Linked DNA regions of Sus scrofa: region 2 is linked to region 1. The links are chromatin contacts, called in public targeted proximity ligation maps. All regions are on one chromosome and are shown on one strand. The core of a region is the stretch at or near the end of the contact, and the rest is flanking DNA. Distances in the headings are between cores, read along the strand shown.

What was found.
Region 2: a targeted proximity ligation map of skeletal muscle shows a contact between it and region 1, with 5 times the contacts expected there. A contact is called at or near these places in 6 of 47 Hi-C or Micro-C datasets (embryonic fibroblasts, fetal liver, liver and 1 more) and 2 of 2 datasets of targeted methods (alveolar macrophages and skeletal muscle).

Annotation. Positions count from the first base shown.
Region 1 is chr5:87,350,664-87,358,139 of Sscrofa11.1, reverse strand. ELK3 (ETS domain-containing protein Elk-3) reads left to right here and starts at 2,939. Exons shown (of 5, transcript XM_021092733.1): 1 at 2,939-3,032. LOC110260790 (a long non-coding RNA gene) reads left to right here. Exons shown (of 4, transcript XR_002344245.1): 4 at 1,651-2,467.
Region 2 is chr5:87,447,622-87,455,097 of Sscrofa11.1, reverse strand. It overlaps LOC110260790 (a long non-coding RNA gene), which reads left to right. Exons shown (of 4, transcript XR_002344245.1): 3 at 6,672-6,857. Among named protein-coding and RNA genes, the nearest start is that of TRNAD-GUC, 35 kb to the left of the region's middle.

The DNA of each region.
Region 1 (7,476 bases), core at 1,690-4,189:
GGCTTTGGCCGTCTAGTCCCAGCTCCTCCCCCAACCCCCCAAATTCATCAATTCATAAGTTTCACATATTAGTTGTTCGGCTATGTTCTAGAACATTTTAGTTTGGTATATTTTAAAACTCTTTTCTCCTGCCTTAATTATACGTCCTTATCCTTTTTTTTTTTTTTTTAAACTCTGTCCTACATTGTGGAATATTACATCATGAGGGACCCAAAAGATGTGTTGTTTTGTGTACCCAGCATCCATTTTCTCTTTGGTAGATTGTGTTATTTGTTCAGAAGTCTTCCTTCTTCTCTCCCTGTCCTTATTCCTGTCCCACTGACTTTAGACTTGGTCATTTGATTACTTTTCCCAGGGGATTGTAAGTGAACATGAGGGTGTCCCAGTCCTAAGCAGAGGTTTTTAAAAGGCGTCATGTGTCTCCATTCATGTCTCTTGAGCTCCATCCTTCTAGAAAGCCATGTGTCCCATGTTAAACCCATTCCTTCAGGCTGGGTCCCCAAATGAGAAAAACATATGAAGCAGAACTAAACCCTGCCAACTGTTGTTGTGGTGAACCAGAGGGCTGGGGCTGTTTGTTACATGGTATCTTCCCAGCAAAATCTGACTAATACACTTTTGGAAGCCGTGTTTGGGTTTTCTTCTGGAGACTCAGCCCCCCCTCCACTCTTTGTCCTTAGGGTTTGGTTGGGCTGACCCTCCTCCACCCTGCCCCAGCCACACTCCAACACACTGACTGACTCAGTCTCTGGTAAAAGCTCTGCGGATCTTTACTTTTTAAGTTAATTTATTTTTTATTTTGGTCGCACCCTTCGCATACGGAAGTTCCCAGCAAGGGATCAAATCCGAGCCACAGCTGCAGCAATGCTGGATCCTTTAACCCACTGTGCCAGGCCCGAAATCAAACCTGCACCTCTGCAGTGACCTGAGCCACTGCAGAGACAATGCCAAATCTCTAACCTGCTGTGCCATAGCGGGAACTCCAGATCTCTGATGCTCTTATTAAAGCTGAGAGAGTGTCATTCTCTCTCGGCCAGCAGCAATGAATGGCCCTGTCACTTGCTCCATAGGGTTCTGGAAGAAATTTTACTCACACCCCATACAATCCTAACTCCTGTCTGTTTTACAACAAAAGCATAAAAAGAAGAGTCTGGAGAGGAGTTCCCGTTGTGGTGCAGTGGAAATGCCTCTGACTAGTATCCATGAGGCTGTGGTTCCATCCCTGGCTTCGGGCTCAGTGGGTTAAGGATCCAGCGTTGCTGTGACTGTGTTTAGGCTGGCAGCTGTAGCTCTGATTCGACCCTAGCCTGGGAACCTCCATATGCTGCAGGTGCGGCCCTAAAACAAGAGCCAAAAAAAAAGGTTGTGGATTCTATACTACTAAATGCCATCCTCCTTGGCTGCTTTTTGACAGTGAGAAGGAAAACATGGAAAACAAATAGCCATTGTTAGGCACTGAATGTTAACGTCTCCCCTAAATTCGTGCTGAAGCCCTAACCCCCAATATGATGGTACTAAGAGGCTGGGCCTTTGGGAGGTAATTAGGTTTAGCTGAGGTCACGAGGGTGGAGCTCCCATGATGGGATTAGTGCCCTTTACGAGAAGAGACACCAAAGAGCTTGCTTCCTCTCTCTCTCTCTCTCTTCCCAGGGAGCATATCGAGAAAGGCCAGGTGGGGACACAGTAAGAGGCGTCATCTGTAAGCCCCGGAAGAGGGCCCTCGCCAAAAACCGAATTGGCTGGCATCTCCATCTTAGACTTCCCAGACTCCAGAACGGTGACAAAGAAACGGCTGCTGTATAAGCCGCCCCGTCTAAGGCGTTTATCATAGCGGCCTGAGCCAAGACGGCAGTGGCTGGCGCGTGCCAAGTCCAGAAGCTCCGGGCACCTGTACGTTATTCCCTGTGCCTTGAGGAAGAGCAGTGTCAGCTCTGAGTTACTCATTCCAATGAAGAGCTTGCTGTTGGTGGCGCGGACAACTGAAAACACCAGAAAAACGAGAGGTTTTCCTTTGGTTTGGGAAATGCCAGAACCGCCCAGAAGTGTTTCGGGAGTGCCTTGGACAAAGAGGCATTGCGGCAAACTAATTAAAGCTTGATGACAATATGTATGCTTTTTCTCTCTCACACATATTAGGATTCCACAACATACTGTATTGTTGTGAGGACACACAATAAAATGCATGAACGCCACGGGTTTAAGGGATACTTCGGCTTGGCCTTGCCCTGTGCTTTTGAGATAAAGCAACAAGGTGTTCTTAATTGTGCGTAGGAGACTTTTTTTCCTCCTCCAGAAGGATAATAAAATAAGTTGACATTGTCCCAGTCCACAGCTGCATCATACAGGGACATGCAGTGAGCTCTCCTGGGTGCCAGGGGAAGCCCGCTACATTGTAACCATCATCGCTAAAGTGGAAAATGAGCTGTGGCCAATCAAGGGCTTTCCTCCTCCCAACATCTCTTTCTTCTGTCCTCCCCACCTTGCCCTCCGCCCCCCCCCTTCCTGTCTCCCCACCCTTCTCAGAGGCCTGCTGGGCCTTGTCCCACCTCTCAGTGAACTAGCCACACCGGCCCCAAGCAAATGCTGGGAGCCCGAGGGTCCCCTGAGCCCAGGGTTCTGACTGGCACTTGGGGGTCCTAAGGAGAGTAAAATCCAACCCTCCACAGCTAGTCATAGTGAGATGGTCCCAAGCCAACCATCCTCAGAAGGGCTGCAAAAATAAGAAACAAACAAACAAGTGGAGGGACTCGGAAAGGCCATCCTTTGAAACCAACGCCCCCTCCCTGCCCCAGGGATCTGACTTAATTGGTTTGGGCTGTGTGTGGTGATCAAGAGGTTTCAAAGCCCTCCCCAGGTGATTCTAAAGTTTAGCCAGGGCTGAGAACCACCCCAGACCTCCCGCCTCAGGCCCGCAAAGGTGCGGCCAGGCAACTGGTGTTTTAACAAGCCCTCCCCGCGATGCTGGGGCGCGCTGAGGTTTGAGAAGCGCTGGTCTGTGCTGCTAAGGAGCGGAAAATGGAGGGGTCCAGGAGGTGAGCAGTCAGGGGTGGGAGCCTGGGGGCAGGGGGCTGGGGGCGAGGGCCTCTTCCATCCTCACCCTTCTCTCTCCTCTAAGCCTCAGGGCAGTGGACAAGCTCTCGGGTCGGAGCCTGGCCCGGAGCCCTTGGGGGTGGGCTGCCCTTGACGGATAGCGCGGCGTGGAGTCCAATTTTGAGATGATGAAGCCTCAGTCACTTAGCCCGGCGGAGGCTGCCCCTTTGCCTCCGGAGCCCCTAAGCAGGCAGGAAAGTTTGGGCCTGCAGTAGGCCATAGCAAACGGCCAGAAAGGGCTCTTCCTGGAGAATCGTGGCTTCCAGTTTATGGCTTCTCATCCTTTTCCCCAAAGTGGGCCCCCTACTCCGAGCGCTGGCTTTTTTTTTTTTTTTTTTTTTTTTAAATCCCAGACAGGAACTCTGTCCATCCCCGGCCAAAAACTGTGCCTCCTTTGCTGCACAGGCAACATCTTCTCATCCTAAGCAATCACGCCCCCACCCACGATCAAAGCGGCGCCCGGCCCAGAGCAAGCAGACCCCTTTCCCGATGCCCTAGCCCCCCCACTCTCCCGGCCCCGCGGACAGAAAACAGCCCGTCTAGCGGCCTCCCCACTTCGGGCCTCCCCGCCCAGGCCAACCAGGCAGGCAGGCAGGGCAAGACCCCCACTCAGGGGCCCAGCGCGGGGACTCCGGGGGAGCAGAGGGGTCCCCGGTGGTGCCCTATCCCAAGGTCAGCCCCCCGGCGCGTCGGGGGGCAGCGTCCCTGCGTTTCTGGCCGAGTTGCCCGCCCCCCGGTGGGGAGGGGCCGCGGCCACTCGGAGTCGCACGGGGTCCGGAGGCTCCTCCCCGGGGGTGGCCGAGCAGGAAGCGGGGCGCGGCGGGCGGGGGCGCGGGCGCGGTGCGGGGCCCCGGGCGGCGGAGTATGCGCGGGCCTCGGCGGCCAGCCCCGGCGCACAGCCGCGGCCGGGGCGCGCGGCGCGGGGCGGAAAAGCCTGTTTACACAGACTGCACACCGCCTGGGGAATAATGCAGTAAAGGAAGTGAGCCGGCTCGGCCTGACTGCTCCAACTTCCTGCTCTCACACACACCAGAGGAAAAAAAAAAAAAAAAAAAAAAAAAGAGGAGCGAGAGAAAGAAAAAAAAAGGGGGGGAAAATCAGGATCTCATTACAAGAGCCACAGACCGTCTGCAGACGCCTGTCAGCATGGAAATTCGGGGGCTTTCGCCCGGTTCCTCCTAGAAATTCCCCCGAAGAAGGATCTTGAAAGCTCCCCCACATCTGGGTAGGTAGTAGGGTTCGTGCCTGTTGCTTGGACAGTTGCAAAGTTTCGTGGCGGGTGGGGGGGGGTGTCTTTTTTCTTGCTTGCTTTTTCCCTACGGCTTGGGGGGGGGGTGGGACCGGGTGGGCGCCGTGCTGGGGGGCTGCGGGCCTGGGGCGGAGGGCGGCCTCCGAGAGGGGACGCCGCGGGGATGCTCCTGCGGCGGGTTGGCGCGCCGGCCGGGGGGCTGCGGGCACCAGGCGCTGGCACACCCCGCCCTGGGCTGCGCTGCGAGCCGGGAGGAGGGGGCGCGCGGGAGAGTTGGGGGGGACGGTGAGACTCGGGGTCCCTGGGAAGAACGGTGACTGGCGCGGGCTGCGTGCCTGGTGGCTGGACCACCGCCGACCTTCAGCCGGGGCTGGGGAGCCCCCCAGAGTGGCGGTGGGCACCGATGCTCGGATCCAGGGAAAGGACAGGGGTGGAGAGGGAAGCGGAGGGCGTGGGGAGCGAAGCCGAGGGGCTGGGGGGAGCGTCCCCTCGGGCTCGGCAGGTGACCCCCCGCCCGGGTCGCCGCCCCAGGCGCACGCCCAGCCGGACCTTTAAAAGCTAGTGGCGTTATTACTGGACACGGGTTTGGAGGAGGACCGGGCAGGAGATGATTTTGGAGCCCCCGGCACTTGAGGACGAGGCGTTTTCGCTTGCAACTGAATGCTGGCCTGTAATGCTACTGTAACTTTTGAGGGAGGAATTACGGTTTTGGAGGGTTAAAAAAGAAAAGAGGGCTCGGTTTTGTTAGGTTTTCTGAACCGAATCACCCCGAGGACAAGCTGCCGTTAGGCGGCGGGTGGGGGTGGGAGAAAGAAATGTTATTTCAGAAACTGCAAAAGGGGCTTTTTAGAAGAAGAAGAAGAAAAAAGAAAAAAAAAAAAAACAAAACACACACACACACAGTGTCGGGAGAGTTTCTGGCTTGTCTGGAAACGGCAAGACTAATTGCCATGCGCTTCCGCTTTGAAACTGGCAGCAGACAGCATCTTGAAAATGACTCACTAGAGGAGCTCACAAAGAAACTGTGGTTTGCTCCTTCTCAGGTTTATGTATTTGTGCCTTTTACAGTTTCCTTTGTAGTGTTCGAGGGGTCACCCGCCCCTTCCCCGCCGGCCCCTCTCCCACCCTCCTGCTCCTGGAAGCCCCTGGCTGGTCTTTAACTCCCCCCAGCACCCCAGCAGGGAGGAAGGGGGCTGGGGGAGGCTGAGTTGTTTTTGGAGTTGGCTGGGGAGAGGGTTAAAGGGATTCTGCTGCTGCAGGGGGAAAAAGTTCCCTGAATTTTCCACTGGCTGCTGCAGGAAGAGAGAGCCCCTTTAGTCATTGCTAAGTAATGTCTGCACACACACCAACTAATCTCATTAGGAGTTTCCGCTGCTCGGCACAGGAGGGGTTTTGTGCAGCCACTGTCAGCCGGGGGAGCCCTGCGCTGGAGAGGCAGACACGTTACGGCTTTATTTACTTAGAGGGGCAGCCAGCCGCCCAACGAACCTTTTCAGGGCAGCATCTTGAAAACTTTGAAGTCATTTTGGATTTCGGACTTAGCAGGTTTTTCCCTCCTAGGTGTGTGTGTCTCTCTGTGTGTGTGTGTGTGTGAAGTCTCTCTTGCTAAAGCTGCTCAAACACACCCACCCTCTGTGCGTGGGGGAGGGGGCGGGGGGGGGAGTGAGGTGATGAGAAACTAAGCCAGTTCCAGGCATCTATTAATGAGCTCAAATTGATTTCAGAGTCTTATTGCCAAACAAAATACCCTCCGATCGCTCTCCGTTTTTTCCTCTCCTTCTGTGACACACATTTATTTGAGAAAGGTCGCTTATAAGTTTCAATTTATGGGGATTATAAAATTACAAATTGTGTTAGGAGGGCAGGTGGGTCAGACAGTTACCAAGACTGTCCCTAAGTGTTTTTAGAGTTTCCAGTAATGATCCTGCCTGCAAAACCCCCTGATGGTCATTCTATGCCAAATATAGCAAAGGCCTCTGGCCTTTTTTTTTTTTTTTTTTTAAACCTTTAAATGTTGGAAATATGAAGCATTACTAAGAAGGGTAAAAGATTTTAAGGAACCCGATGGGAACTGTGGGGCTCCTTTGATGATACGGACATGCTGCTCTCTTGAGGACTTTTTCAGGGGTTGGCATTTCTTGTGGCAAAGCATGTCCTAAAAACAATCCACCCAGCCTGACCAGGGTTTGAGTCAGTGGACATGAGTAGGAGATGACCCTAACACTGCACCTGGCACACAGTAGATGCTCAGTAAATTGTTGTATTGAAGGCTGTGAGTAGGGTAAAAGAACTTACAGTGAAGGCAAAATGCTTCCCCAAGGCAACTGCTTTCGGCATGAGCAGTCCTTAAGGACGAAGATTATAAATATTCTTAAGACTACATTTTCTTCATAATCGGAGTTCCCTTCGTAGCTCAGTGGTTAACAAACCTGACTAGGTTCCATGAGGATGCGGGTTCGATCCCTGGTCTCGCTCAGTGGATCAAGGATCCGGCGTTGCCGTGAGCTGTGGTATAGGTCGCAGACGCGGTTCGGATATGGGGCTGCTGTGGCTGTGGTATAGACCGGCAGCTGTAGCTCTGATTGGACCTCGAGCCCGGGAACCTCCATATGCCACAAGTGCGGCCCTAAAAGCCAAAAAAAAAAAAAAAAAGGACTCCATCGCCTTTGTAATAAAAAGGAGGTGATTAGATTCTTCAGTCCAATAAATTAATATTTAGAAAGCATGAGGTTTATTTATATCAATAGTTCTCAACTGGGAGTAATTTTGCTTCCCCAGGGCTGTTTGGCAATATCTGAGGCATTTTGGTTGCCTTCATCAGAGGGGGTGCTACTGGCATCTAGTGGGGAGTGGTCAGGGATAACGCTAAACATCCCACAATGCACAGGCTAGCACCCCCAACAAAGAATTTTCCAGCCCCGAATGGAATGTCAGGAGTACCCAGCTGGAGAAGGTCTGTTTTTACATTAATGTTGGTGATGATAACTTTTATTTGCATTCATTTAATGACCAGCGCAGGTAAAAGTCACCGCTGGCACGTTTCTGCCCCATGAATAATAACATAGTGTGGGTGACTTTTCTGTCTTTTTGGTCAGGTGTGTGCACAGAATGGCAAGTAAATGATGACGGTAGTGGTG
Region 2 (7,476 bases), core at 1,983-4,482, 97 kb before region 1:
GCGGGTTAGGCTGCAACAGCAGGTCGGATCTGATGACTGGCCAGGGAACTCCATATGATGTGGGGTGGACAAAAAGAAAAAAAGAAGGAAAAAAAAAAAAGACAGTGTTAGGATGCGTGATCAGCTCATGAACCTTCTTCTCATTGGTTGGTGGTGAGGTAACAGGGTGATATTTCAGGAATCTCAATCACCAGCCTTCTGGTTCCAGCCAGCCCGGGGTCTTTGTGCTTGCGGTTGGCATGTAGTCACCACCCTCCCCCTGGGTGGGGGTCTTTTAGCTTCTGCAGAGCAACCCAAAAATGTGCGTCGGATTGTTAGCTATATCCCTTCAGGAGGAACTGTGAGTCCTGTGACTTGACTGCTTTAAGCATCAGCTGCTTGAGCCCTGCTCTTTGGAACTCAGGGACAGTCGAAAAGACAAAAGCCTTTTTTTTTTCTATACATAAGAAATGGGGGGCCAGAGGAGAATTAATACCCAGGAAGGCCCTGCAGGGCCCTGTTGGTTTCAATCTCCCTTTTTCTTCGACATTCTCAACCCTGAGGGGAACAGGGGCCGACAAAAGAGGAAATAAAATTGGGGGTAAAGAAATTAATCATACACTCATTAAAGGAACTTGGTTCTAAGGGGTCTCACTTTCAGTAGGGGTGGCGGATAAGGCCTGAACCCAGCACGAACCACGTTGTAGACAAGCTTAGCTTCCATTGGATGCAAGCTCATTTTCACGGAACTCATGGCAGGGCTGTTGTGCTTCCGTGTGTTAGTATAAGTGAGACACTTAAAACAGCGCCCGGTCTGGGGACTGCAGGACCCAAACCGCAGCGTTTACCCGCTGCGTTCTCGTCCAGTGCCTTGGGCAAACGTGCACTCAATCAATGCCTGTTTGCTAAACAGTGGCTGGTAAACTCTGTGCCATGCTGGCAGCTCCAACAGTTTCAGGCCATTCTTCCTATTGGTTCATTCTTTTTCTTGCATCTTTTACAAAAAGGGACATTTGCTCAACACCTGACCCTCAATCTTTTTTTTTTTTTTTTAAATTTAGTCTTTTCTAGGGCCGCACCCGAGGCATATGGAGGTTCCCAGGGTAGGGGTCCAATCGGAGCTGTAGCCACTTGCCTACACCACAGCCATGGCAACGTGGGATCCTTAACCCACTGAGCAAGGCCAGGGATCAAACCCGCAACCTCATGGTTCCTAGTCGGATTCGTTAACCACTGAGCCACAGTGGGAACTCCCTGACCCACAGTCTTGAACAAAGGGGCCAGCCCTCCGGACTCTGTTCAAAGTTGGGAGGCTTCTGGTTTTGCAGTGAGCGGGAGACCCCTGTCGGCAGCAAGAGAATAAAGGAAGCTGGGACCAGCTGGATAATAAAACTGCTGCAAGGCCCTGCAGGAAGTTGTGGTTGTCTCCAAACATGCAGTTGCACCAGATTTTCGGAACAATAAGGAGGCTCGTCCCTCAAGAGGGGAGAGTGTCCAGGGTTCCTCTGAGAAGGAACTAACTTCCTGCATAAACCAGGAAACCTCAAGGCAGTCACTGGCCAAGGGGAGGCCTGGCACCACCCAGACTGATTCTTTTGCAACCCCCCACACTCTACCGCACTGAACCCGGAAGCTGGAGCCCAACTGGGCACCTTCCTGGGAAGCCTTCCTTTATCCTTCTCCCAAGAAGTACGTTTACACCTTTCACGAGACCCCCTTTCGTGCCCCGTGACTCCCTTCCCCACTGACCCACAGCCTGGCAGCTCCCGCCCCCTCCCCAGTGAGCCCTGGCCTAAGATGAACCCTCTTCTGTCGCCCAGAGGCTCATTCATCCTTACACCTATCTTTCCAGAGCCCTTTGCTGTGAAGCCTGCCACTTGGCAAGCCAACTAAAGGCACGACGTGAGCCTTGTGATCCGGTCCTGTGCGTGGGCTCCACCTGAGGGGCACTCCTGCTTCTGTCGCATTCGCCTCCCTCCAGGCCCTCCAGAAGTGAGGGCTCCCCTGCCCCCAGCTGTGCCCGAGGCCTGTGGACATGCCTCAGGCCAGGGATCAAACCCTCGCACCTCAGTTGCCACTTGTGGCACCACTGCAGCAGGGCTGCTCCTTAACCTGCTAGACGTGAGACATTTTTGAAGAGAAGCAAAAGTGAATTGCTGAGGATTGCTTAATGGGTTGGGGGTCTTCTTCTGGGGTGATGAAAATGCTTTGGAACTGGATAGAGGTGGCAGGTATAGCGTATTGAGCATAAACGCCCCTGAGTTTTACACTTTAAAATGGCTTCTATGTTAAGTGAAGGTCACCTCAATTAAAAAAAAAAAAATTGCTTTCCCCACCAAATATTGGGCCAGAGTCTCAGGCGAACAGGTTCAGGAAAATGCTGAAATTAGAAAAACAGGGAGCTGCAGTGGGGCAGGGCTGGGAGGGAACCAGTGGGGCTTGCCTGTCTCACAGCTCCAGTGCAGAGGCTAAGAGCGCAAGGAAGGGAGAGAGAACATACATATTCCCATGGTGGAGAAAGGGCTGGGGTGGACTTTTCATCACTAAGGCACCAGCTTGCCATTGAGATAGAGCTACCTGAAGGTTAATTATTAGGGAATGACGACATTTCTTGCTTTTGTGAAAAGTCCCTTTGGCGGGTGGAAGAGGGCTGACAAATCTGGCCATTCATTCAGATTCCCGACGTTAAGTCATTCATCCCATAAACAAACACTTCTGGAGAGCAGCGTTTATGGCGCTAGAAGACCAGTGCCTAGAAGAGTTTAAAGACTAATTATCAAATAAGGAAGGCAGAATTTAAAGAGGGTTGCCTTCTACTTCTGCCTTCCGTAGAAGATTTTGGAGGCAACCTGCACCTGGGTTCGTTGTCAGGGAAAATACAAGGTACCCATCAAATTTGAATTTCAGATAAAGAAAAAATACTGTTAAAGTCTAGGTGTCACCGGTGCCTTATTGGGGACATAAGTATGCTAAGAAAAGTGTTTATTACTTATTTGCATTTCAAATTTAATAGGATGTTCTGTATTTGTGTTTGCTAAATCTGACTGATAGGATTACAGAGTCCCCAGGCTGTGGGTTTACAGGATGGATGGTCTCCTCTGGGACGTGCACTTCCCCCACTCCGCCCCCCACCGCCGACACCCCCCACCGCCGACACCTCCCAGCCTTGAACACTCCATCTCCCCAGCGATGGTGCAGCTTCCAGTATCAGAAGCTTCAAATCTTTAAAAAACCCTCGGGAACTGGTCTTGCTTGTGGATATCCTGCTGGTGGCAGCAGCAGCCCCTAGGATTTGCACCAGGTGGAAACCGCCCTGGGCATGGACCCTTCCAAATGGAAACAAGCTGTGATCGGGAGGAACCTGGAAGGGGTCAGAGCTCAACCCACTCTGAAGCAGCAACCCAGCTCCGTAAGGAGTGCCCTGTGCTGGCAGGACCCACTTCTGGTGGAAAAACTTCCCGGAGAGCTGCTACAAGTTGGCTGCCCTGGCTTTTGACACACTCCTGCGTTTGTTGTCCTGGGTGGTGCTGAAGCCCTGAGGGCGAGGTGATGTAGGACGAAGTCTAACCGTGTGATGGGAACCGGGCACAGCCTGGTGCTGCTCCCGGAGTGCAAGCGGGGCAGCCATGACGCATGCTCAGTTGCCTGAGCTCAGCCCCGGACCCCGATCCTGGACCGAGGAAAGAGCAGGAACCCCTTTCCACCTCTAAGCCCTGCAAACGGTTGACAAACCCACCATTCAGCCCCACTGCTTCCTTTGCTTGAAGATCGGAGTTGGAAGAAAGAAAAAAACAAACAAACAAAAACCCTCCGCTGTCGTGCTGAAATGCACACCCGTCCCCATCCTCCCCTGCAAAGTTCACACATCTGCTCCAGGCTGGGGCTGGGGCTGGGGTGGGGGGCTTGTCGACGACGTCTCCCTCGGGGGCGGGGGCGGGGGCGGCAGTGGGCCAGACCCCCTGAGACAAACAAAGCTTTGGCTGTGGCTCAAAGGACAACATGCATTGGCGACCATGTCCCCATCTACCCCCGGCCCTACCCAGCCCTTCCTGGAAAATGTGATGGCGAAGGGCCGGTGGGCCAACCCCAGCACCACCTGGGCCCCGGGAGAGGACCTGGACGCCTGCCCGGCAGCAGCCCGGCGGGCGGGGCGCACAGACGGCTGGCTTCTCGGGGACGCGCTCGGGCCGGCCCGGCGCAGCCGTCAAGGCTGCAGCTTCCTGCGCGTCCCGCCCGCTGGCCTGGGGCTCTGCGGCCTCGGATGATGCGGGACTCGGAGGCCAGTGGGTGCCACGGGCAGGCCGCGCAGAGATGTGGCTCCGGCTTGGGGTGGGACCCTTCGTCCCCGAAGAGGGAGGGTGACTTCCTGCGGCTCCCAGGCCTGGCGCAGGCCTTCCAGGGCCGTCGGGCCACCCCTTCTCTCCACGGAGCTCTGAAAATAGCAGGCCGCAGACGGCGGCCTTGTCGCCCTCGGAGGTAATCCGAACCCGGCCAGGCGGCTAACACTCAAGGCTTTGTCTGCTGCTGCAGGACGGCTCAGCTCCCTTCAGGACAGCGGCTTTCTGGAGAGGGGGGGGAGAGGGGCCGTCGGGGAAAATCGAAGGCATCCTCTGAGGTCTGCTCGTGAAACAGCGTCGTGCTGAAAACGCACCAGGATTCCAACAGCCCTGGCTGAATTCGCACCCTTGCCTCGATTTCCCCGCATCCGGAAATCTCTGCCGTCCAACATGTGCGTCTCCCAGGTTTCCAACGGCACGCGACTCTTTCACGTCTGCCTCCTCAGACACGCAGCCGCCAGATCCCCGAGGGAGCAAAGACTACATGAAATCTGACTCACTCAGCAGGGTCCTGGAAAAGAGTCCACAAAACCCACCGCCAAGTGGTAGGAAAACCTGGTGATAAGAGAAACCTTCCTTCTTTCAGAGACGCCGCCGAGGAACTGAATTTCCTTCTCACACACAATTCAGATCACCGAAGGGACGCAAGAGGGACGATTTCGTCTCCGGGTTTTGCTCGCCAGCCTTCGTGGAGGCTCTTTTCTATGCCTCTTGTCAAATGTCTCCTCAGCCTGGGGCTCCCTCTGTGTCCTTCCCCAGCACAGGAAGGTTCCAGCCTGAAGGATTTTCAGGCCTCAGTTGAAGGGTCCCTTTCTCCGGAACAATTCCTGACCAGCCCCCCTTCAACCTCAGCTTAGCTTCTCCTGTTCGAATTCCTTACTCCTCTTGTTACCACTAGAGCATTTACCACAAATGGTATTTTCATATTTCATTGTGTGATAATACGTTTACCACACAGCTCCTTCCTCAGCTGTGATCTTCATGAAAGCAACCTTATGGGTGGAACTGTATTTATTGTTGTTACGATTGTTATTGTTATTATTATTATGGGATGAGCAATGCCCTCCCACCCCCCAAATGTTCTGTCCTAATAATTGGAACATGTGGGCACCATGTGGCAAAAGGGATTTTTGCAGGTGTGATTAAGAATTTTGAGATTGAGGAGTTCCTGTCGTGGCTCAGTGGTTAATGAATCCGACCAGGAACCATTAGGGTGCAGGTTCGATCCCTGGCCTTGCTTGGTGGGTTAAGGATCTGGCTGTGGTGTAGGTTGCAGACATGGGTCGGATCCCGCTTGGCTGTGGCTCTGGCGTAGGCCCTCGGCTACAGCTCCGATTCAACCCCTAGCCTGGGAATCTCCATATGCTGCGGGAGCGGCCCAAGAAATGGCAAAAAGACAAAAGACAAAAAAAAAAAAAGAATCTTGAGATTCATTATCCTGGATCATTGTGGGGGGCGGCCAATGTCATCACAAGCATCTTTGTAAGTGAAAGAGGGAGGCAGGAGAGGCAGAGGCAGAGGTGATGCTGGAAACAGAGGCTGGGGTGCTGGGATTGCTGCCTTGGAAGGTGGCGAAAGGGACCATTTGCCAGGAAGGCAGGCGACCTCTAGAAAAGGACAGGCAACACATGCGCCCCTGGAGCCTCTGGAGGGACCGTAGCCCCGTGACACCTTGACTTTAGCCCAGTGAAACGCGTGTCTGATTTCTGACCGGCAGAACTGTAAGAGAATAAAGTTGTGTTGCTTTACAGCACGGGTTGGACTCTGGGGTCCGTTGTTACACCCGCAGCAGGAGAGCAACACACTTGTTATTTACTGTTTGCTGAATCAACCCCTTGATCTACCGCTTGGCTGGAGGAGGTTGCAGCTCCTGGCTGCAGGGCACAGACCGATGCCCTCAGTCTTGTCTGTCCTCCCAACCTCATCACTTGCCCTTCTCCTCTCCTCCTGAATCTTCTGGCTTTTGATGTGCCCTTCCTTCTGCCTGAAATGCCCTTCACCCAGCTCCTCACACGGCCAGCTTATTGGAAGCGTTCGAGTCTTGGCAGAAATTTTGCCTCCGCAGAGATTTGCTCTGACCCTCCTTCTGCAATAAATAGAGCTTCCACCCTTCTCTCTCCCATGACCCTCTTTTGCTTATGTCAAAGCCTTTATTGCTTTAGAAGAGGACTTTCGTTTTTAGGACAGTGCTAGGGGTAGAGAAGAATTCCAAGGGAGCACACAGAGTTCCCGTGTACTCTCTCTCCTGCACCCAATTTCCCGTATTATCAGCCTCTTACATTAGTGTGGAACATTTGTCATGATTAATGAACCAGGATTGATACATCTTAACCTAATGTCCTTTTTCTGTTCCAGGATCCCATCCAGGATACCGCAGGACATTTAGTTCTCTTCTTGGCCGTGATAATGATTTTGATGTGACCTTGACCGTTTCAAGGCGTACAGGTGAAGTGTTACGTAGCACATTCCTCAGTTGAGATTTGTCGGATGTTTTTCTCATGCTTATTCTGGCGTGCTGGATTTGGGGACGAGACCACAGAGGTAAGTGCCATTTTCATCGCATCATATCAAGGGGTTGTGACTTATGATCTGCTTTGATTTATGAATGTTGATGTTGACCTTGATCACCTGGCTGAGGTCACGCCTGTCAGACCCTCCATGGTACAGTTACGTGTTTCCGCTGGTTTGGTAGGAATGGAAGGAAGTCAGCACCCACAGCCTCTGCCTAAGGATCGGGGGAGTCATGCCCTTGTTTGTTTTTAAGTCATTGTATTTCTTTGTTTCGTTATGCGTTTTAGATGCACTGTTTCTGGGCTGACCCACAGCCACTCTCAGCCCCTTCTTACCTGCTGCTTCTAAGCGGATGCAGGCATGTCAGCTGCCTACTTTCCTGTCTCCCTTCTGACAGTGAAACAGAGGGACGTCTGGTCTCTTTGGGGGAACGCTTTTGCTTTCTTCACAAAAGAGGTCGACCTCTCTTGTTCTATTGTTTCTTTTTTTTCTTTCTACCTTGAACGTGGAATCCTGGAGCTGCCGTGGCCATCTTGTGACTGCGAGTGACAAGGATGGTGGCAAAAAGTCAACATGCTCAAGATGTCAGAGCAGAACTACAGAGAGCGCTTGGGTCTTTGATGGCAACTGACGCCAACAGCTGCCTATC